Linked DNA regions of Mus musculus: all the other regions are linked to region 1. A link is a contact called in public promoter capture Hi-C data. All regions are on one chromosome and are shown on one strand. Each heading gives the region's core, a stretch centred on a gene start, on an enhancer-like site or on the middle of the called end of the contact. The rest is flanking DNA. Distances are from core to core; before and after follow the strand shown.

Evidence for each region. Promoter capture Hi-C pulls out the DNA fragments that hold promoters and counts their contacts.
Region 2: a promoter capture Hi-C map of hippocampal neurons shows a contact between it and region 1, with 3 times the contacts expected there. The contact joins the promoter of Smc4 here to the promoter of Rarres1 in region 1. A contact is called at or near these places in 2 of 39 promoter capture datasets (hippocampal neurons and liver).
Region 3: a contact with region 1 is called in a promoter capture Hi-C map of hippocampal neurons, with 2.3 times the contacts expected there. The contact joins the enhancer-like site here to the promoter of Rarres1 in region 1. A contact is called at or near these places in 3 of 39 promoter capture datasets (cranial neural crest, hippocampal neurons and maxillary cranial neural crest), 7 of 484 Hi-C or Micro-C datasets (the N1E-115 cell line, cerebellar granule neurons, cerebellum and 3 more), 3 of 115 datasets of contacts at active chromatin or transcription factors (all in embryonic stem cells) and 1 of 9 other capture datasets (embryonic stem cells).

Annotation. Positions count from the first base shown.
Region 1 is chr3:67,513,046-67,517,634 of GRCm38.p6, reverse strand. Rarres1 (retinoic acid receptor responder (tazarotene induced) 1) reads left to right here and starts at 2,112. Exons shown (of 6, transcript NM_001164763.1): 1 at 2,112-2,474. The coding sequence starts at 2,220. It overlaps Gm40067 (a long non-coding RNA gene), which reads right to left and starts at 2,386. Exons shown (of 3, transcript XR_001783859.2): 1 at 1,879-2,386.
Region 2 is chr3:69,002,417-69,007,005 of GRCm38.p6, reverse strand. It overlaps Smc4 (structural maintenance of chromosomes 4), which reads right to left and starts at 2,268. Exons shown (of 24, transcript NM_133786.4): 1 at 1,916-2,268; 2 at 793-930. The coding sequence starts at 925. Ift80 (intraflagellar transport 80) reads left to right here and starts at 2,436. Exons shown (of 20, transcript NM_026641.2): 1 at 2,436-2,574.
Region 3 is chr3:68,541,063-68,545,651 of GRCm38.p6, reverse strand. The region is part of intron 5 of Iqschfp (Iqcj and Schip1 fusion protein); the gene reads right to left. The region is part of intron 2 of Schip1 (schwannomin interacting protein 1); the gene reads right to left. Among named protein-coding and RNA genes, the nearest start is that of Gm22073, 4.4 kb to the left of the region's middle. Within about 2 kb of position 2,276, at least 114 of the 459 cell types and tissues checked have an H3K27ac peak or open chromatin away from gene starts, as enhancers often do. A contact at or near this core is called in the N1E-115 cell line, cerebellar granule neurons, cortical neurons and 2 more, where this site is marked.

The sequences.
Region 1 (4,589 bases), core at 863-3,362:
AGGCTCTGGATAACCTGGGGGTGCTATCTCAGGTCAAAAGACCAACATTGTAAGCCCACTCACTTCCATGATCCAAAAGCAACCACTGTTTCTGGTTGGTTCTTCCAGAGGTATTCGGTACATTCATAACTATGTAGCAGGCACTGGGAAGTCTTGACAGGCGATATGGCTAGGGACACTTTTGAATTCAAAGTGAATTGTGAACGTCAAAAAAGAATCTGCATGTACATGTTAACAGCTTAGTACATGCACACTGTGAACCAGTTTACTTGTCCCGAGTTCAGCCCTAGACAAATGGAGGGTTGACTCCAGAAGACACCAACTACACTGCATATTCCAGGAAAGTTCCTGAGCCTAGATGTTTACAGAATGAGAGAAGCTTTCAGGGAAGATGATGGGGGGGGGGGGGGGGGCAGGCATCTCTAATCTCAAAGATGTGACTGTCCCTGTGAGCAGAGGGGCATGGCAGCTCCAGGATAATTGTCTGCCTTGTTCTCCTCCTCCTGGCTCGGTGAGATGGAAGGCAGCTTTTCCTAAGGATGTCTATCCACTGCCTTCTCTGGTTGCCTGCCTTTCTATACAAAGTGCAACATAATATTCAACCCATCTCTGCTCATTGGCATTTGTGGCAGGAGTGGGAACAGGTATCCTGGCCTCTTATGTACACTAGGAAGCACATGTTTTCTGACAGCTGATGTCCACTTTGCTTCCTAAGTGACCATATGGGTACTGACCATGGTTAGTCCAGGGGCAGGGTGAGAGAGGGAAAGAAAATGGAAACAAAGGATATGTGGGCCTTTTTGAAATACTCCACCTACCCCAATGATTCTGCTGTCCCCTCTTGATATGACTGCCAGCCCTGACCTGGGTTAAGTCACCATCTTAAGGCTTCTGGCTCCCTCCTCAATTTTCTGCAGAGCATGCTATTGCAAACAGCACAGGACACGTTCCCTTGGCTCATCGACTGTAGGTGTGCTCCAGATGTTTATCTGGTTGCTCATCCTCATCTCCCCATGACCCAGGTGTTTCGTAAATCTGCAGAAGGAAAGACAGTCCACAGATGGGCAACAGGGGGGAGTATCGTTTAGACAGTTTCTCTTTGTCCACAGGCCTATGGCTTGGTGATCATAGGATGGCTCCTTCCAGAATCCCGTCTTTGAGCACTGGAGTCTAAGGCAGATGGCAGGCAGTAGGCTGCAGGCTGGGATGGCAGGAAAGATACCCAGCCAACTGCTCCCTTTGTTCCACAGGTGTCTCCCAGCTTCACAAGCAGTAGTTAACAAATGGGTCTCAATCATTCTTTGGTCCTTCAGGATAGCGACTGCTGCTGATGAGGTGGGCTAGACCCCTGGGTATCTCCGGTTGTTCTGTCTCTCTTACATTTCATTTCATTTATTATTTAATTTGTTATGTTGTACGTAGGTAGGTGGGTGGGTGGTGGTCGTAGGACAACTTGCTTGAGTATGTTCTCTCTGTTCACTACATTGGTCCTGGCAAGACTCCAGTCATCGGGCTTGGTGGCTAGCACCTTTACTCACTGAGCCACCTCACAGGTCCCTAAAGGGCTTTCTCTTACCTGTGGTTTAGAAAATAGTAGCCACCTCTTGCCTTCAGTGACGCGTTGATTCCACACCTCACGCCACTGGAATCTGGCTTCAACCCAAGGCCCCTCTCCAGTATTAATTAATTTACTTGATTCTCAAAACCTCTGTCCGGTCGCCCACCGCCCCTCCTCCCTACCTGGCCTGCAGGTGCTCACTACCTGCTCCCGCCCTCTGCACACTTTCCCTGTTTCCAGCTGCCTCTTCTCAAATTCCCCATCAAGGCCAAGGCCACTGGTCCCTGTCACCACCCGTCTCCTCTTTCACCTCAACTAACCTTTGGAGTGGGTTCTAAGACCTGAGGGTTGTGAAATTGCAGCAGCCGCAGGCGACAAGCTAAGTTCCCAGAGTTGGAGTCGGAGTGTGCCCTCAAGGAGGCGCCCCACTGTCCCATGTCCCCTCTCACCGCGTCATGGGGACATGGGACATGACCCGCTCTCCCGGAGGCGCCTTCTGGTCCTTCTGCTTGGACAGGGAGGCGAGGAAGGGCGGCGACCCGGGGGCGGAGGGGAGTGGCCGCCGTGGCCTATTTCCGTGAGCACTGCGAACCGGGTCCAGGGAGCTCAGCGCCAGCTTTCCCCATCCACGCAGCCCCGTGGGCCCCTGCCGCCCGTGTCCATGCAGCCCCGTCAACCCCCGATGCCAGCGCTGTTGCTGAGCCTCTGGCTGCTGCCGAGCCTCGCACTGGCCGCTGCTGTCACTGAGCCCGCGGACCTGGAATACACCGAAGTCCCCCGGCAGCCCGCGGCCGTGGGGCTGCCACGCGGGATCCTGCAGCTGGCGGCGCGCGCTGCGCTGCACTTCTTCAACTTCCGCGCGGGCTCGCCCAGCGCGCTACGGGTGCTGGCCACCGTGCAGGAGGGCCGCGCGTGGGTGAGTGAGCCGCGACGCGGCGGGACACGCTCGGGGACCGCAGCGTTCCCAGCCTGAGCTTGTGTCGCGCGAGAGGCGCGGAGCCCTCCAACGCTGCCTCTGCCTTTCCGGTATTTCTGAGGCCAGAAATACTTAGCGTGTTTGAGAACCTAAGAAAAAAGGTCCCATGAATAACAGCCCCTGGTCGGGGTACCCAGTGTGGGTGTTGGCATGCGCACTGTGTACCCAGTCTACTCATGGCTTAGACTCTATGGCTCCTACCAAAGTAGGGGAGGTGTGTGTGTACAAAAGCTAAGCCAGCTCTCTACATCGCAGACACGTTTCTAGAGTTTCGTTGTTCATGGCAGGCCACCAGTGCAAGGCTTCGGGATAAAGTGGTAAAGGTTACTCAGGGGTCTGACCAGGGACCATTCAGTTCTGGTATCTTCTTAATCTAACTAGGGAGTGACAGGGCCGCCGTCTTCTGCATAACTGAAAGGGCGATCGAAACTTTTCAGCTCCTAGATCGCTTGCTGATTTCCGGACAGTGGCTGTAGATGTGTTGCTCTCTTCATTAAACAGATTTTTAAAGTTACACAACTGCGGAATCCCGAGGCAATGAGGCTCCCGGGGTGTTCCACAAAGCCACAGATCCGCAGCCTTGCATCTTCTGTAGAGTGGAGCATAAGATTTAAATTGGTGTGATGATAAAGACCATCCTCCGTGTAGCATCAGATGATGTGAATCACCTTCGTAACTCTCAGCCTTATTTCCTTATTTCTAGAAAAAGGCAAACTACTGTGAGTGTTAAATAAACAGCAACAGCAAAACAATCTTTACTGTCTCAGGGACAGTCTCTACTCCAGGCTCCATCCAGCCTTTACTAGTTCACCGGAGAAATGAAGTCACAACTTAAGATCTTGTCCTCTTCTTTGAGGAAAGAGGAGCCCTGATGACAACCTCCCTCGTTATTGGGGGGTGGGGGGGGGGAGAATTCTCTATTAAAACAAACAGACAAACAAACAAACAAACCCAGACGGACAAAGTTCACCAATTTTCAAATACCAGGGATTATTTTCTTTCAATCCAATATGATTTTTAAAAAAATCATAAAATAGAACTAGTGAGACAGTCGTTGGGTAAAGGTGCCTGCTGGCAAGCTTGTGAGTTTGATCCTCTGACCAGGAGGTGGATGAAGAGACCTGACTCCCCCAAGTTGTCCTTTGACTTCCACGTGCCTGCTACAGCATGCATGCACACACATAATAAATGTCATTTTTTTTTAAACTCCTAAAATACCTAGCATTTCTGGGCTTTTTCAGCTACCCCTTGGCATCCTTACAAAAGCAGCTAGCTCTCAACATCTGAAGGAGAGCTCACTCCTTTCGTGTCAGCAGGAGCTTGGGTGCTGTTCAGCATCTGTAGTGGTCACTTCAAGGTGACCCTAGCTCATCCCAAATGGTGGTGTATGCGCGTGAACACAGATAAACTTGGAACTCAAGGCTATGAGAAACAATGTTACATTTCCCCTTAACCTCGCTGATAATTTAACACTTATGTGACTGCAGGAGCCAAGGAAAAGAGGCCAGTGTGCCAGGAATCAAGTTCTTCCACAAATCCAGTGAAATTGTTTTCCTTCAAAGGTTACTAAAACTCCACCCTTAAAGACGATCAAGCAGGCCAGTGTTGAAGTGATAGACATCTGGCAAGGGCCTGCAAGGCTCTGTGAGAATGGAGAAACCAGGACTGGCTTCCTGGAATCTGAAGCAGGTGCTGCTGTTTCCTTTTTTTGTTTTGTTTTGTTTTGGTGTGTGTGTGTGTGTGTGTGTGTGTGTGTGTGTGTGTGTGTGTGTGTGTGTGTGTATTGTGTCTATACCCCAGGCACCTGTCCTACCACTGAGCTATATTCTTAGTTCTATGTAATGAAATAATGTGGGCTATAGACTATGTATTCACATGATAAAAGCAGAGAGTCGTGTTTCAGAAACATGTGCATAAACTCGGTCGTGATGAGGGACGCAGTTCTTGCTGTATATTTCGTCTTAAAACAAAACAAAACAAAACAAACAAAGCATGAAAGCCAGGCACCCAAATGACTCCAGCTCTAAGATTCCCTCGATTCTCTTTTTAGTGCTT
Region 2 (4,589 bases), core at 1,019-3,518, 1.5 Mb before region 1:
GTAAAATAAAATTCGTGAAAGCAATCAGACCAGTCACAAAATGTGTGGTATACACATTGTACTTAGAGGAGTCAAAATACTCAATATACCATAAAGAAAACCTTGCAACAAACGGATTCCCTGATGCAGGAGATGCAACCCTAACAATCGAAAATCCAACTCTCCACATGGCTCAGCTTAAGAAACTCACAAACTTCAGTAACATGGTGACAGGAATTTCACAGTAGCTCTTAATTTCTACCCTCCGCCTGCTCTACGCTCTCAATTATACCTTCTCTTTAAAGGCAATCTAGGGGGCCCAGCAATTTTTTTCTTGTGTAGAACCCAAGTTTGGTTTTCAGCACCCACAATGGGATGCTCGAGGTTCATGCCCTCCAGGGGCACCTGCACTCATGTACATATGCCCGCGTCACCCAACACTGACACACTTTATAAAGTAAAAATTAGTATTGCGCCCCAAAAGACAATCCAACAGTAAAGGGCGAGTCACGCAACTCCACATCACATTCACTCCAGTCTAAGGGCGCAGAGGCGCTCAGCACCCATGCCGCTTTCAGCGGAAATATGAGAAAGAGGTCAGTACTACTCTAAAACACAGAAACTCACAACGCAAGTTTTCCGCTCACTCTCATATCTTCCAGAACCGTTAGAGCAAACTGCATGGAATTCCTCTGAAAACCAAAGAACGGCTTTCCGGAGCTTCCCAAATCAACCTGTCGTCGCCTGCGCCCCGCCACCCTCAGAGGGTCTCCACAGGCTTCCGACGCACGGGGATCCCGACCTGTCACTCACTTGCGGGTGCAGCGCTCTCCGCTTCGCCGGCCGGTTGCTCCATCTCTTCGTCGCTGTGGGCACCGTCCTGGGAGGGCGGCGGCCCTTCCTCCTGGTGGCAGGCAGTGGAGGGCTTGGTGCCCTTACGCCGCATGGTGGCTGCGGCAGAAGAGTCCCGAGTCAGGTCGGCCCGCAGCTCGCCGCTCAGGCCCCGCAGCAGCAGGACGGGCTCCGCCCAGGACCCACCCCGCCACCGCGTTCCCCAACGCCGCTAGCCAGTAGCGGGTCCCTAGGAAAGTGGCTACTAGGAACCCAGCAGTGGCAACCGGGCGGGACGGGTTTTCCCACGCCCCAGCTACGTGGGGAAACATAGCCGCGCCTGCCATCGCGCCCAGGACGGAGGAATTCGCTCAGGCCACCCCCGCCCCTGTGGAACCATCTCATAAGAGAAGGACGTCTGCTGACAAGTCTCCTCCCGTCGGGGCTGGGGAGTGAATGTGCTCGGAATCGGGGAGGGAGGGAGAGAGGTACAGAGTGGGAGAGAGAGAGAGAGACAAGTTCGTCCAGCTTCGGGGCTGCGTGGCTACTCTCCAGAGCAGCAGCGCCTGCCTGCCCGGGCGACTTGTCAACCCCCTCCCTTCTCCCCGCCATTTAGGTCCTGACGCCCGGACGGCCCTCGGAGAAGTCCAGGTCTCTTTTCCTCATCGCCCCAGCGGAGAGGATGGCCGAAGCCGGAGTCACCCGCCACACACTGCTGAACTGGACTCTGGCAGCGTCTGCTTGGGTTGGGTCACTTTCCGGGATAGTAGGGGGTCTAACCCTCCCGGGTCCGGGGCGGAGTCCCGATGGACGACAGTGTAAGCCATGCCAAGTGCCCAGGAGAGGCTCTGAGTGGGGCTGCAGTCCCCTTAGGAGACAGGACGGATCGGCCTGGGGGAGGGGACGCTCTGGCCGAGCCAGGCTCGCTGCCTCCCCCAGGAAGAGGCGCCGGAGCCGCCGCCCGGCCGCCGAGGGGGAGGGGTGACAGGCACGGGAGCTCGCCGAGCCGCCTCCGCCGCTCCAGCTCCAGGCCTTGGGGTTGCGGGCGCCCGCGGGGCAGGGAGGAGAAAGTGTGACAACCTGATCTAGAAGAGAAGGACTTCACCTGTCGGCGGGTCCACTCCGAGCCGGGCTGAAATGGTGGCACGGCCGACCCCCCGCCTCGCTCCTCCCGGTGTCTCGGCTCCGGGTCCTTCACTCGAAAATGGCGCCTAAAATCCAAACTCGAACGGAAATTCGTTACAAACGCGCGCAAGGGTTTCTGGGACCCGCGAATTTGAAAAAAAGTGCGGCGAGTCCCACCGCCATCTTCGGGCCGTTCGGGCGCATGCGCGGGCTCTACCCCAGGGACCGTGGCGCCGAGGGCCAAGTTACGACTGGGAAGGGAGAGCAAGCAGGGCTACGTCCTTTCTGTGGACTTTAACAGAAATGAGAGTTTCGCACTTCTAGAACGACAGCATTTGAAAAACTGGAGGAATTTGAAAAAGAAGGAAAAAAAACAAAACAAAACAAGCAGGGTCCCGCCTACAATTGTAGGCGGGTCCAAGTTGCCCAATAACACCTTCCAGGGAGAGGGCGGGCTCGGTTAGGGGCGGGGTCAAGAGCCCGCTCGGGTGACTGGCACCTAGCAAGTATCGCGGGAACATGGCAGGGGGAAACGCTCGCAGCGCTTAGAAATCACTATGGTGACGGAAAGGTCGGGAGGCTATTTGGTAACTAGTTCGAGCTCTGAGAGCAGTCGCCACCGCTTTCCTGGAACTTGAGGTAAATTTCTTCATCTCCAGAGCCTTTGAAGAAAGGGCTTGGAAGCGGTAGCGGTCATTAAGACCTAGCTTCTCTTGGTTAGATGGGATGAGCTTTGCGGGAGCATCAGTTATTTTCCATCTTCTTCCAGCCACCAGGGTGTTGATCTTGGGATGTGGAGTTTACAGGTAAAGCGAGGAAACCGGGATTATTGAGTTAACCTTGTAGTCCATTTATGAATAACAATGATTTTTGAACTATTTTGTGTAAGTGACACTACTGAAAGGTGTTGAGTTTAAATAACCATTTGGCCAGCAGGGCTCCTAGTGGGAGAAAGGATTCGCTGGTGATAACTAGTTACCGTTATGGGGGAATTAGTTCATAAGTAGCATTTGTCTTTGTTACACAGTGAAAGGAATAGCAAGGGTTGTTAAATGGATGCGGCAATTCCTAATCCCGAGCGGTTTAGTTTCCTTAATGGGCTTTTAACCTGAGTTTGAGGATAATGATGGTTGGGACAGAGTTTCTGACTCTCCGAAAATTGTATACCAAGTTTTGTGTGTTTTGGCATTGTTTTCCTGAATGTTTAGTGACCCTATAATTTTGAAAAACGGTCTGTATCACTCATCCTCCCCAATGTTAAAGAACCGCTGATTAATTTCGCTGCCCCCAGTAAGTATTTATACAGCAACTTTTAAATTGAGAGCTGTTAGCCTTTCTCTTTTTTTTTCCTCAACCTATTTAGGGTTTGGCATTTTAGAGCACCAATAAACCTTTTTTTTTTAAAAAAAAAGATTTATTTATTATTATAATCTAAGTATACTATAGCTGTCTTCAGGTGCACCAGAAAAGGGTGTCAGATCTCATTACAGATGGTTGTGAGCTACCATGTGGTTGCTGGGATTTGAACTCAGGACCTTCAGAGAAGAGCAGTCAGTGCTCTTAACCACTACTGAGCCATCTCTCCAGCCCACCAACCTTTAATGAATGAATTTACATTGTTCTAAAATATATTATGGCTTTGAGATGCCTAACACTTAGATTCAGTGATTCTCAGGAAGTGCTGGAGAGGACTACAAGTGTGGGAGTCTGGAGGAGTTTGGAGATTGGTGTGGTTTGAATAAACGTTTGCTAATATAATAATGTACCTTTATATTTCTAGTTGAAAATAAATTGTCTTCATAAAATAAATGTCACCATGAAGCTCAATGAATATTTTTTGGGGGGGGTATGGAGGACTAGTAGGAGTACCAAGAGGATAAAGGGATTCTTTTTAGGGGCTTCTGGAGTATTTTGTATTTTCAGAGGTTCTAAAATACAACAAAGCTGAGCGGAAGAGATACCTGCTATGAAAGAAGTAGACTGGGCCAGGGGAGATGTGTGGTGTTAGAAGCACTTACTGCTCTTGCAGAGGACCCAGGTTCTGTTCCTAGCACCAACATGGCTCTCAGAACCGTCTGTAACTCCAGTTCCAGGGATTCGGTGCCCTCTTCTGGCCTGGAGAGAGACATGCATGTGAACCACATCATGCAGAGAAGACACTCATACATGTAAAGTAAATGTAAGAAAAAGGTAGAATAGACCATATGGGAAGGTGTATATGCTAGTCAGAGCAGAACTTACTAGAAAGCTATAAGTAGGAAGCAGGAAGGCTGGAGAGACGGCTCAGCAGTGAGGACCACTGCTGCTCTCGCAGACCTGGATTTGGTCCCCAGCACCTATACTGAGAGTTTATACCTGCCTGTAACTCCAGTCCAGGGGACCTGACGCCCTTTTCTGCACAATGGTGGTGCTCGGCACACACATACGTGCATGCAGTATACACATTAAAAGTTAGAAAACAACCCTAAATCCTATTATTTCTTTGGATGTAGAATTGGGCAGTTTACTCATCAAGTGTCTCTGGGAATGTTAAAAATCAACAGATAATGTCTATCTCAGAGCAGTGTTTGTTCATCTAGTATACATAAGTATTTGATATTACTATGTGATGGCATTTGAGGAAGAGTAATTTAGGAAGGATCTTGAAAGGCAAA
Region 3 (4,589 bases), core at 1,027-3,526, 1.0 Mb before region 1:
ATAGACAGCACTTAGAAAAGCATGCTAACCTCTCCACGTACTGGGACACAGGACAAATGCAGATGCAAACTCAGATCATCCATAGAAGGCAGAGGGAGGGGACAGGGAGAAATGGCATCGGGGCAGGGGGAGATGAATACAAATATGAGCCTATAATGAGATATAGTCAGGGCTGGTAAGACAGCTCAGCAGGTAAAGGGGCTTGCTGCCAAGAGTGATGACCTGAGTTCCATCCCCAAGATCCACTAGTAGAAAGAAAGCTGAACCCCAAAGCCTGTGCAGTGCGCTCTCTCTCTCCTCCCTCTTTCCCTCCATCCCTCCCTCCCTGCACACACACACACACACACACACACACAGAGTCCACAACTTTTAAATGCTCTGCAAGTGTCTTGGCTTTTTACAGCTCCCACTTAGCATTGACTGAATACAGTCCCAGTTCCCATGTCTGCAAGAAATCTATGTGTCACAAAGATGAACTCCAAGGTTGTCCATGGAAAGGCAGAACAAATACCTAATGTCTACCATCTACATCAAAGGCTTCATAGTGGCAAACTCACTTGGTGTGTCTAATCTAGTGACAGGCACAAGACATGCTGACGTCTGCTCGGCTGTTCCAGTCACTGCACACAGCCATAGCTTAGCTTCCTCCCAGGGCCTCACTTAGCCACTGAGGCTGCAGCTCATCTGTGGGCGCTCTCCTCCACTGTGGGAAGAGGCAGCAAGGGCTGGACGAGGCCATCCCAGCAGTGGATGCATTGGCCGCTGGGCAGCGAGCGGTGTGACACTTGGTTAGCAGCAACAGTGGCTCTGCTTGCTAAAACCAACCAGCTGGCAAACACCTGCCTGTTTTCCAGAACATTCCTCAGTTCCCAGATTGAGAGATTCTATCTGTCCTTCAGTGCCCTCCAAAGATCATAGCTGTTCATTTCTAACCCCTGCTTTGTGCAGAATTCCTCCTAGCTGGAGAGCTGCCTCATTTCACACGTGCCTTAGAAATTGGCTACAAGCAAAACAAATCAAAGACAGATTCTCTATTTTTTTTCCCCCTTGGGTGTCATCTTCTTGTCTCTGTCTTCCCCCTGCCCCCTACAACTCAAATCCGGGAAAGCAGGGGAAGTCTTGTGCCTCCAAGCACACAGGCCAGAGGAAGGCTGGAGGTAACACATCTTCACCAGCGGCTCAGGTCTGGCTCCCAGTGGCAGCACAAGCTGATACAGTGTAATAAAAACCCACACAGTGAGCCCACAGCACCAGTGTGGGCACACTGTAGCTAGCCCACAGCACCAAACAGCCACTCAGGTGTATCTTCTGGGATACTGGAATACTTTGTATACCATACAGTTTACAAACACAATTGACTGCTCACTTTATCACAGTGTCTTATTTATGTGTTTGCCTGCCTATCTATCAATCTACCTTTATTTATTTAATTACTTATTTTATTTTAAACCGTTTCCCTACAGTCAGGCTGGTGGGGAACTTGCTATATGCAGCCCAGCCGGGCTTCCTACTTGAGCTCCTCCTGCATCTGCCTCTTCAATGCTGGAATAATAGTGGTGGTCTTCATCTACCCAGGCACTATCCACTAAGAGTGTAGGTCTTCATCACATACCTACGCCCTACCTCCAAAAGGATATCCTGCGTCCTGGGAAGAGACCCACTTGGACATGATTAACAGAGATGACCAGATCTGGACCAGGTTTGCATAAAGTTCTTAGAGTAATGGTCAGGAAAGCCCCAGCATGTTTGCTTAGCCTTTTGTTTTTGAGATGGGGAAATCTCACTTTATACCCCAGGCTGGCCCTAAAACTCACCAGTAGTTCAGGCTGGCCTCAAAGTCACAGAAACCCCGCCTTAACCTGTTATGTGTTAGATTCACAGGTAGGAAGCCACCACATGGGAGTCTGTGTGCTGTGTTATTTTTTAAAAAAAATTAATTCATTTATTATATGTAAGTACGCTGTAGCTGTATTCAGACACTCAAGAAGAGGGTGTCAGATCTCCTTACGGATGGTTGTGAGCCATCATGTGGTTGCTGGGATTTGAACTCAGGACCTTCGGAAGAGCAGTCGGTGGTCTTACCTGCTGAACCATCTCACCATCCCCCCGGGTGCTGTGTCTTAAAGTGGATCAGAAGGCTTCTCATTAAACTCATGGTTTATTTGGCTCACAACCACCCTCTTCTGTGAATAGCATAGCTCTGGGGCTGCTTCTGTGAGGGAGGAGGTGGGAAGTGAGTCTTTAGATTTTACAGTCAATGCTTTATTGAAGACACTAGGGGTCAGCAGATTCCCAAAAGTTGTGAGTGAAACCAGGAGCCCTGGCACCTAGGGCGGGGCCCGGTGCTCAGGGCGTTGCTGGAGAGATGCCCACAGCAGCCCGAGTCTAATTACTATTGTAGCCCCTTCCATATACAGGCCCTCCTCTTAGCAGTAACTTTAACTTTCATTTGGGTGCCTGACGTCCTCCTGCAAAGCCTGGGTGCTCTGAGACGATGATCTGATGCTGGAGTTTGTGCTGCAGCCCAAGCTAATTTACATAATACCTCCCACAGCATAGCCCAGGCTGCCAGTTCAAAGAAATATGACCTTATTTGGGCAGTGAGAGCCAAGAGATAAAATGGGATGGAGGTGGGAATGAGGGTAGGGGCGGGGACTGAAGAGGTGGCTCAGCAGGCAACTAAAAACCAGCACTGGTCTTGTAAGGAGGACTATTCAGTTCTCAGTACTCACAAGCACCCATAAAGATTGGGGGAGGGGAAATCTAACAGCTTCTGGACCCCGCAGGACAGGCACCTGCATTCACACATTTGTATACACACATACAAACTTAAATAATTGAAATAAACTAGAAGATTGAATGGGGAGAGGCAAGGAAATTTGCTAAGGACAACTGATTCTTCTGACAGAGTTCCTGGAAGTCCCCCTACCCATCTTTTCTTCCAATTAGATAAGAAACTTACTCTGGAGTCATATGATCCATACTCTGGCAACAACCAGGTGTGGCAATGTGGGATAGCTATAAAATGAAGCTGACTGCAAGAAACACAGCAGGGGCTTTAATAAAAATGATACAGTTCTGAGAAAAATTCTATTAAGTAAAAGAAGAAAACACATTCTAAATCATGTGTGTGTGCAGGTATGAGTGTGTGCAGGGGTGTGTGTGTGTGTGTGTGTGTGTGTGTGTGTGTGTGCATCCCATGCTGGAAATAGAACCCAGAGCTTTGTGGAACGGCTTTCTTCCCTTGAGCTTCAGCCATATACCCAGAAGCGTTTTCTAAAGAACGTCCTAGCTGTTTAAAAGCCAAATCTCTTCTCTGTGAAGCCAGGTTGAATATGGATTTTTTTCATATTTGCATTTAGTGGCAACTTACATAACACACTGAGGGGACAAAGCGTTTCAAGTGGGAAAGCAACTGAGTTGTATGTTCAAAAGCTGCAAGTTTCATGCCAGACCAACCTGTACTGGGGGGACACCAAAACTCTGCAGGATGACTTAAAGGCCATGGACCCAGCTCCTGACTGGGGAGGAGGACGTTATATATACTCAAGGCTTCTCTCCTTTACAGTTGCTGTGCAGAACGTATCATTGCTGGTTCATCTTCCTTCCCATGTGCTCGTCAGTAGACGTGGTTTTTTTTTAAAGTGTTGATCAAAATTATATCCTCTTGTTTTACAAGAGCAGGGAGCTCCTGCCACTGTGCCTGGAAAGCCGAGAGGGTGGAGGACAGGCCTGCACTCCAGTTGTCTTCTGATGCCCATTGCTTATCAGCCCGAAGCAGTGTCAGGCCCTCAGAGCTCAAAGGCCTAGGCATTTCCTTCATGTGCAAAGACGGTTTGCTTTGGAACTCAGCAGAGAATCAGTAAGGGACCAAAGGGATCGATCGCTAACACAGCCAGCTCTCCACAGCACTGAAGATGGCATCTGTGGATCAACTGCAGATAAAAAACCATTTCTAAGAAGGATCGAGGGTAGGTGTGGTGGCCAAGAGCACTGGCTGCTCTTCCAGAGGACAGGGTACGGCTCCCAGTGCCCATACAGTGGCTTTCAGCTCTCCCTCACATCTTTTCTGACCGCCTTCTGCACCATGCCTGAACATAGTGCACAAATACAGTGAAAGCAAAGCACTCACACACATTAAATACATCTTTTTTTAAACAACAACAATGATGACGACATTTAGGCCTTCTAAGAAGGTTCCTGGGGACTCAAGGTGCTTACTGCCAATCCTGATGACCTAAAACCAATCTCCAGGATCCCCTTCATTCCTGCAAACTGTCCTCTGACCTCCACTCACGTGCTATAGCGCACACATGCAGACGTAAATCAATGTCATAACTTTAAAGCTGTGTCTGTGGTGAACATGTACAGATCTTAACCTTGTGATTATTCTCTAAAGAGCTTAGTGTAAAAACTTGCATCATGTTTGTTCCGTATTTGTTATTCTATGCAATCGACCAAGGGCTCATCATTTGGGGAGCTGTAGGTAATGGGCTGCGCATGTACACTACTTGGGAAATGAGCACTTGTGCATCTTGGTAACCATGGGGAGTCTTGGGATAGTCCCCAGAGGATACCAAGGGATGACA